Linked DNA regions of Sus scrofa: region 1 is linked to region 2. Evidence: chromatin contacts called from public HiChIP or PLAC-seq data. All regions are on one chromosome and are shown on one strand. Each heading gives the region's core, a stretch centred on a gene start, on an enhancer-like site or on the middle of the called end of the contact. The rest is flanking DNA. Distances are from core to core; before and after follow the strand shown.

Region 1 (4,486 bases), core at 977-3,476, 45 kb before region 2:
GTCATTTACCAACAAAAATCAGGAAGTATTTGAGTATCTATTATAAAAGTCCAGCTACAGTATTAGATATTACAAGGGTTTCGAGAGAAGTATTAAGACATAATGCCCTCAAAAACGCCCACTCCAGTCGGAACAAGAGCAAGTTCAATAACCAGAGAACAAGTGCTGAATCCTGTGCTTTAGATTCTGAATGCCACAAAGGCATGGGGGTAGGGCAGTCAAGGAACACCCTCTGGAGGAAGTATATCTTCAGCAGGGGCTTGAAGGAAGTGAAATGGAGAATTTACACAGAGGAGAAGAAAAAGGAGGCCAGTACTTCAGAAGGGGGAAGAGAAGCAAAGCCGTAGAGGCAGTCATAAACTCACTTCTGCAGGAGACAGACCGGGAGAAGGAGAAGCAGGGAATAAGGTCCAGGTAGGCGAGGAGAGGCCAAACCAAGGGGAGCCCTAAAATGGCAGGGTGGGCGAGGTGGCAGGCCGAGGACCTACGCAGCTTTGAAGAGTGGTATAAATGCTGCAGGGCCTTTCAGCGGATCTCCCAGCCCTCTCTCCCTCCCCCTCCTGCAAAAGATCATGAACCACCCCTAATCTCCTGCCGCTCACCTCTGCCTTTAGAACAGTTTCAACTTTGGCCTAGTGTTCAAGTTCTTTCAGGAACTAGCCCAACCAATCTATCCTCTTGTTCCCTTCCTTTACGCACCCTTCTCTACCGGGAGACTGGTCTATTCACTAACTCCATAAGATCACTGGGCCTGATTCTTCTTTTCCTATCTGAATCCTACTCATCCTTTAGCAGCCAGCTGAAACCCCACCCCCGTCACTAAGCCCTCCCTGACCACTTGGCCTACAGTGACCTCTCCATCTCGCCTCCCACTTAATTCTAAAGCACACAGGCTTGTCTTATCAACCAATTACCTTTTCCCAGGTAAAGTCTTAGCACCAGGGTAAACCGCTCGGAGGCTGCAAGTGTGCCTTCTACTTCTTCCCCCCACCACATGGAACAGCATCTTGACATTTAATAAGCAAGCAAACACTCAACTCTTTTTTTGACTTCCTATATTAAGTTTGGCATTAGCATAAAGGAAGGATGGGGGAGGTGGTGGGGGGAACTTCTGAAGTCAGAGACCAGCTAAGAAGCTGTTGCAATAATCCAGATGTGAAGCAAAGAGGGCCTGACTGGGAACAAAGAGAAAATAGGCAAATATAAACAACAAAAAAATTTTTACATGCAAAAACTCTGCAGGATGGGACTGACTACTACTAGGAACAAAAGCAAAGGAAGAGTTACGACAAGGAAAGGTTTAGAGACGATTCTTGATTCATTTTAAAGCCTGTGTGAAACCAATTGTATTAAGTGGCTAAAAAGTCCATATTTGCAAAAAGTCTTCAGTGAAACGGTCCAATATCTCGAACCAGGGACAGCCCTTCCAATTTCAGACATACGGAGAATGGCAGAGCTGAAGGAGTCTTTAGAGAACTAATCTAAAACTCTTACTGATCAGATGGGGAAACTGAGGCCCAGCATGGAAGAGACATGCTGAAAGCCTCAAGACCGAGACTCCCAGCCTAATGACGCCCTAAGGCACAGCCATCTAGCCTAGAAGGACACTGTTTACACCCCCAGGCCAGCCCAGCCCACTGTAAAAGCAGGACCGTCTGAGGGTGAGAGTGACCATGGAGTCGTCCAGGGCCAAGCACGTCGCGTCGCCGCCTGTTTACCTGGAGAAAGGCGGAGGCGTGGGGCAGGGGTTCAGTGGAGGCCACCAGCAGGGCCGACCCCATGGCCCGGCCCAGGTCTCCAGGGGATTTAACTATTCGGCCTCCTCATACAAAAAGAGAGCGCCCCTGGAGCCAAGGGGCCCGGAAGCAGGGGATCCCAAGACGCCCGGGGCGGAGGCTGGAGAGCCCGGGGGCAGCTGGTCGAGCGGGACCCTCAGCCCCGCGAACAGCGTCCGGACTCCAGGGCCGAGTAGGGTTGGCCCCTCCAGGGCGCGCGCCTGGCCCAAGCAGGTGCCCGGGGCCTCCCGACCCCACCCGGCCTCGGCTTCTGCCCGCGCCGCCCGCCCGCCGGACTGACCAGGCGCTGAGGCTCCCGCCCCGCCGCGCCCAGAGGGAGCGGGACAGCGGCCGGGGACTGCCTCCCACCCCGCCGGCTCCGCCCGCGCCTAGCCCGCCGCCCGCCAGCCCCGCAGGCGCTTCTCACCTGCCGAGAGCGCCGCGCTCACATCGCCCGCCCGCGGCGCCCCCTCCGCCGCCGCCGGCGCCAGGCCCGTCCCCGCCGCTCCGGCTGCCGCCCCAGCCCGCGCCCCCCGCCCCCGGAAGCGCTTCCCGGCCCCGCCCCCTCGGCGCCGGCGCTTCCGGGCAGGCGCGGACCAGGGTGCGGGGCACACTGGCTGGGCCCCTCTCAGGGACACCGGATCCCGGATCCCGGATCCCGGTTCCCGTCCCGGCCGCGTCCAGGAGCCTCGCTGCGAACAAATGGGCTAGCGGCAACCTTGGTTTCGACTGGGGGAGGAGCGGCGGCAGCTCTGCGCCCCGTGGCCTCCCCGCCCGCCTTCTCCTGGGCGCCTCCTGCTGGTGGGAGGAGGGCTGCTCGGCGGGGCGCGCCCGGGCGCTCCGGGAGCGGGGTGGGTGAGAGGCCAGCACAGTCGACCCGCCATCACCCCGGGGCCTGCGCCTGCCCTCCGCTGGGACCCTCGCTCCCACAGCCCTTTAGATGCCTGCTCCTCACCCTACCCTGTAGTGGTTACTCATGGGTGGTTACTACCTACCAGACCCAGTCCTAACTGAGGACCTTGGGCAGATTTCCTCTTCCCGCAAAACGGATGTGAAAAGTCCAAACTTGGGGATACTGTTGCCAAAACGGCCTGTTTTAGTGGAGGAGGAAAAAAAAAAGTAGCTTTATTGCTTAGCCAGCCAAAGGCGGCCACAGCAGGCTAATGCCCTAAAGATTGTGTCCTCCTTTGGAAGAGGTGGTTTTGTAGTTTGGGGAATGGAAAACAGATCCAAGGTAAAGTTAGATGCAAGTTTGTATTTTTCAAAGGGGTGTCCTATTGGCGGTGGGACTGGTTCTGGTGGTCCTTTCTGGAATGAGGAATGCTTCATGAAGTAGTTAATACATTTCATTCGTTGGGGGTTTTAGTTCTGCAGAAGAGCTGGAAGGTATTGTTATGTATATTCCTGGGGGAGGAACCAGGACCCTGCCTACAGCCTGCACCATTGTTTTTTTTAACTGTTCCCCCCTCCTCCCTGTATCCCTTCCTTTCTCTAATTAGCAACTGTTTGAACCTACTTTTTGGAAGTCTGGGAAGAGGGAGGCTGGATGAGGCCTATTTCCTAAAAACAAAAAAGGAGGGACACACAAAGGCTTTTGTGCCCAAGACCCCCCCCCCCCCCCCGCAGGGCCCTGCTTGGTTTCAGTAGGAAGCTCCTGTCACAGACCAGGTCTCCAAAAAATGTGCATGTCCAGATCTTTCCAGATACCCAAGGGAGTGGGATCCTTGCTCAGCATTTTCCTCCCTGTCAGGCAAATTTAACAGCCTTTGAAGACCTTCCCTTCCCATTTTGGTGGACTCCTGAGAAGTTGTGGCTGAGGTTTATTTTCCTTTTTCTGACTTTGTGATAAAAATAAACGAGGAGTCAAAGATACCAGCTCCTCTTCAAGTTATAAAGCTGAGGCTTCTTGATGCCTACTTCATCCTTTGCATATGGGAAAGGCTGGGTCCACTAGCCACAGCTACCCTTTGTTGAATATGTTCAGGGCGCTCTGTAGACACTTTATGTGCCTGACCTCCTTTAAGACATAACCCCAGGAGGTAGCGATCTATTACTCTCCCCATTAATTAAGGAGGGGACTGAGGTTCAGAGAAGTTAAGTTTCATAGCTAAAGTCACACAGCTAGGAGTTCCCATCATGGCTCAGTGGTTAATGAATCCGACTAGGAACCATGAGGTTGCGGGTTCGATCCCTGACCTCCCTCAGTGGGTTAAGGATCCGGCATTGCCGTGAGCTGTGGTGTAGGGTGAGCTGTGGTGTAGGTCGCAGACCCGGCTTGGATCTGGTATTGCTGTGGTTCTGGCGTAGGCCAGCAGCAAGAACTCCGATTAGACCCCTAGTCTGGGAACCTCCATATGCCGTGGGCGTGGCCCTAAAAGGACAAAAAAGACAAATAAATAAATAAAAATTAAAAAGTCACACAGCTAAATGGCAGACTTGGGATGAGCACCCTTGTCTCTCTGATACAAATAGAAACTTTTGCTGAACAGAATTTTAGGTAACCAGTTCTTAACTGGAGGCACCAGGGCAGAGAGTCTCACCATTTCCTTAAGATCTGTCCCTAAGAGTGAGTTCTGTGAACCCAAAGCCAAAGGAAGGTATCATCTTGTCAGGCCAGGTCTCCGCAGGACCCCTGGGCTGATTCACACCCCACATGAGTGAGTTCCTGTTTCTTCACAGACCAGCTGTGGGGCTCATCATTTTAACTGATT
Region 2 (4,301 bases), core at 1,623-4,122:
AAGCAGAAGGAAGAACCAGCACTTGTTTCATGAAAATTACTTCATATGCCAACAAAATAAAAGTTTTTTCCTTCAATGTGTTACAAAGAGACAAAAAAAAATCTTTCTATTCTAATTGCAAACGTAAATAAAGTGAAAAGGGGGAAAGTTCATGAAAATGACATAAAGCATATTCAACCGATTATAAGAGGCACATTTCTTTCACGTTTTAAAATTTCCGAAATCAGGATGTGACGGCCAGGTGGAAGGTATGATAGCCGTCTCTAAGACGATGATAGTGCGTTCCTGAGAGCCTCATCAATGTTTCTGATGGGAAGAAGGACAACGCTGTGGAAAAGTGCGGATCAACTCTGAATTGAAAGGTATTCAATAGAGTGGAAATGTTAAGAAAGTTAACGAACATTTGAACCAATTCATTTCACTTTTCTTCTTTATACATATGCACTAGAGTATCATTTTTAAATGCCTAAATAAGTCTGAAAATGTAAAAAAGCACATGTAGTAGCTTAACTGGAAGTGTCCTCTTCCTTTGGTGACATAATCATGGTATCCAGGATTCACACAGGTGAATCAGCTGCTACCTCATATAAGAAAGCGCAATTAACTGCCTTACAGGCAAACTGATAGCTTAGGTAAGAGAACATAAAACAAAGGCCTCCTCCATCAGGAAACACAAACCAACATAATTTGTCATTATTGTGATAAAAGGGCTATTTTCCCAAATCTAAGTTTTCTTCTTGTGAAAAATAAAATCTTTCTCAAATTTCCTATAGATGCAGCCAATTTCTGCACTGAGTACAATGACTACGGAAGGAGAGTGAGAGTGGAAACTTGCTACAAGTAGAAATTTTCACTGAATTCTTTTAACAAAACTCCTTTTCTAAGGATCTTGGTTGTGGAAAGAGGACATCAAGAAACTAAAGGTTCAACTAACTGTTCCTAAAAGCTACAGAATGATTTTTTTCTTCTTTTTCAGGGCCACATCTGAGGCATATGGAGGTTCCCAGGCTAGAGGTGGAATCAGACCTGCAGTGGCAGCCTGGGGTAACACCGGATCCTTAACCCACTGAGCAAGGCCGGGGATCCAACCGGCATCCTCATGGATACTAGTCAGGTTCTTAACCTGCTAAGCCACAACTGGAACTCCCAGAACGAATTTTTAAAATCACATTTTCAAAGAGCTTGTCAGTTCCAGGAATCCACATTTAGCAATTTTCTTTTGTTATTGTGGTAAAATATACTTAACATAAAATTGGTGGCATTAAGTACATTCGTGTTGTTGTGCAACCATCATTATTACCTATTCCGGAACTCTGTCATCATCCCAAACTAAAACTCTGTATCCATTAGACAATAATTCTTCCATTCCTTCTCCCCGCCAGCCCCTGGTAAACTATATTCTATTTTCCGTCTCTGAATTTGCCTGTTAGATACCTTACGTAAGTGTGCCTCATATAATATTTGTTCTCTTGTGTCTGGCTTACCTCTCCAGTGAATACTTTTGTAAAGCAAAGACTGATCCCCAAATTATGAGGTTTCTCATAATTTAACTGTACACAGTGGCACAATCTCTGAACTAAGCATGTATGCTCTCCCAGAAATCCGGCTACTGTTCCACGAATCCTTCTAAGGGGCAGAGGATCTCAGATAGACCTTTCCTTTGCCTGTAGACAGGTATGGTTAAGCAGCTGTAAATCCAAGAGCAGGCTCCTTAGAACCCTGGAGGCCATGTGGATGGAGAAAAGGGAAGTAGGGAGCTGTGCAGGCCTGAAAAACCATGGGAAAGAAAAGGTAAGGATTCATCAAGCTACTATGGCCCTGAGATGGACTTCTCTCTGTTCTCCAGGAACTCCTGCACCCTGACACTTAGGTTGGGTGACACCTGTCAGAACTGAGGCCAGACCGCAGTCTAGTCGCTAAGAATGTCACCAAGTGCAGGAAGCTTCACAGGGTCATGAGTCACCTTCCATGGCTCAGAGGTCCGGGCAGGCCTGCCCCGCCCAGAGAAACCCAGTTAGGAGAGGCAGAAACAGAGAAACACACCACTGGCAGAGAGAGAGAAACATACAGCCAAAGAGCTGTACTGACAGGCCATGAATAAAAGAGAATAAGGACTAAAAGGGAAACACAGGATCAAAAGTTACAGAAGCAAAGTGTAAGCAGAAATAACGACAGGACCCATATACTCAGAGATGAGTTCCAGAGAAACAAAGTGGGGAAAAATACAAACTTGACAATGCCACAAAGTTGAAAGGCAAAAAGGGCAGGTGACAACAGGTGACACAGACAGCAAGAGCGGTGAAACAGACGTAAACAGAGACCGATTACAGCGCGGTCTGGACGTAGCCTTTCTCCCTGCCTTGATTCGAACCCGAAGCCGCCAAGCCTCGCCCACCCCGCGCCCCCAAAAGGCTGGCAGACAGACGGGGGGCAGGATCTCTAAGCGCCCTGGTCCGCCGAAGTCCGCTGCCGCGGGGTGACCTTGGGCAAGACGCTGCCTCGGGGGCCCTGGTGTCGCTGTACACGAAGTAGGCTGGCCGGATACAGCAGGAGTCGGACCCAGGTCGCCGGGACTCCAACGGCCCGCGCGCGGCTTAAACATCCCGGTGGGTGTAATGGGCCTGGCGGTGCCAGCGGTGCGCGCGCCGGGAACTGCAGAGAAGCCCTCAAACCTCTCCGGTTTCCTTTCCTGCCCTCATGCTACTCGTTGTCCCGACTCTGACATACCTGCCAAGGACTTGGCGCTCACATAGCCTGCAAGTAGGATACTTTCCGCCGCCGGCGCCAGGCCCGTTCAAGCCGTCGCAGCCGCGACCGCCCCAGTCTGCACCTCCCGCCCCCGGAAACGCTTGTCGGTCCCGCCCCCGAAACTGCCAGTGCTTCCGGAGGCGCATGCGGGACTCGCGTTCGGGGCGGGGCGTATGGAGCTTGCCCCGAGAGAGCTAGCGCCTGCGCAGTAGAGCCTGGACAGGTCGATCCGCAGGAGAGTTTCTGGGACAACTGCGGAATGTTCGGAGTCCTGAACACTTCGACCTATCAGCTTGTGTGGGAGGGACTGTGTCAAATCTTTTCGTCCCTCCACAGAGCCTTTATCTCGTGGTGGATGCTCAGTAAATGTTCAGTGAAAGGACCAAGTACCCTCTGTGTGGCAAATGTTGTGCCAGGCACCCCTAGGAAAAGCTTCATTTTGTTCAGATACCTGAGGAGATCTTTCGATCCTAGGGGAAGTAGACCTTCCTCCCAATTGGAGGGGATGGCTCATAATTAATCCAGACTATTCGTGGTAAACTCATTTTCATTAGCCAGTAGTTGGACTAGGCATAGGCATATGGCCAATATCTGGCCCATAATATTTATTATAGAAGTCATGGAGTGGGGCTTCTGGAAAATTTTTTGTTTATTTTGTTTTTGTTTTTACAAAGTCCAGTAGGACTTCTAGTTGAGTGTGCTCCTTAAGTGCTTTGCCACTTTTATTTTCTTCTGGTCTCTAAGCAGACATAAAGTTTGGAAGTTCAGTCGCTATCATATGCCTGTGATATACAAGCAATTCTAAGGCTAGCAAAGCAGAAAGATTGAGAGCGCCTGTGTCTCATACGACGTTAAGCTATAGTCTCAGCTTTAGACTGCTTCCCCCTGAATGTTTTTGGCATGAGCCTAATAAACTTCTTACTTGGGCTTTGTTTCTAGTAATATTATCAACTACATATCTCCAAATATAACAGCAACAAAATATATAAAATTGCTAGGAGAAATACTGAAAATATCCTTTGAAATATATGGATAAGCTTGTGAGAAAGTCAGGAGAACCATCTGAGGGCAGAAAGGAAGCAGAAACACAAGCCTAGGAAGTTAGAATTAATGCACAGGTACTGTCTGTCACCACTGACAAATATTTTGAAAATCATCTCTGGAGGTACGTAAACAATAATGGTGCTACAACTATGGGGGCATCTACCTGGGTCCAGGCAGAACAAGAGCCAAATTGGGACCTTTCTTGGGTCAGGTTGGGACCAAAGAAGGCATTATCTTCAAGCGAAGGATAAGCTAGAGGAAAAAAAAAAAATCTGCCCTGCCTAGGTAGGCAGCAAAGAAAATTGATTCTACCAGACGTTCTGTTGTGGCGCAGCAGAAATTAATCTGACTAGTATCCATGAGGATGCAGTTTTGATCCCTGGCCTCAATCAGTGGGCAGGGGATCTGGCATTACCATGAGCTGTGGTGTAGGTTGCAGACGTGGCTTGGATCCTGCATTGCTATGGATGTGGTGTAGGCCGGTAGCCGTAGCTCTGATACAATCCCCT

Evidence for each region. HiChIP or PLAC-seq counts read pairs in DNA pulled down with a chosen protein or histone mark.
Region 1: an H3K27ac HiChIP or PLAC-seq map of alveolar macrophages shows a contact between it and region 2. The contact joins the promoter of RALGPS1 here to the promoter of ZBTB43 in region 2. A contact is called at or near these places in 1 of 5 promoter capture datasets (liver), 3 of 47 Hi-C or Micro-C datasets (heart right ventricle and skeletal muscle) and 2 of 2 datasets of contacts at active chromatin or transcription factors (alveolar macrophages and skeletal muscle).

Annotation. Positions count from the first base shown.
Region 1 is chr1:267,434,806-267,439,291 of Sscrofa11.1, reverse strand. RALGPS1 (ras-specific guanine nucleotide-releasing factor RalGPS1) reads right to left here and starts at 2,226. Exons shown (of 20, transcript XM_021069060.1): 1 at 2,203-2,226. ZBTB34 (zinc finger and BTB domain-containing protein 34) reads right to left here and starts at 2,304. Exons shown (of 2, transcript XM_021069179.1): 1 at 2,203-2,304.
Region 2 is chr1:267,390,146-267,394,446 of Sscrofa11.1, reverse strand. ZBTB43 (zinc finger and BTB domain-containing protein 43) reads right to left here and starts at 2,872. Exons shown (of 2, transcript XM_021068980.1): 1 at 2,728-2,872.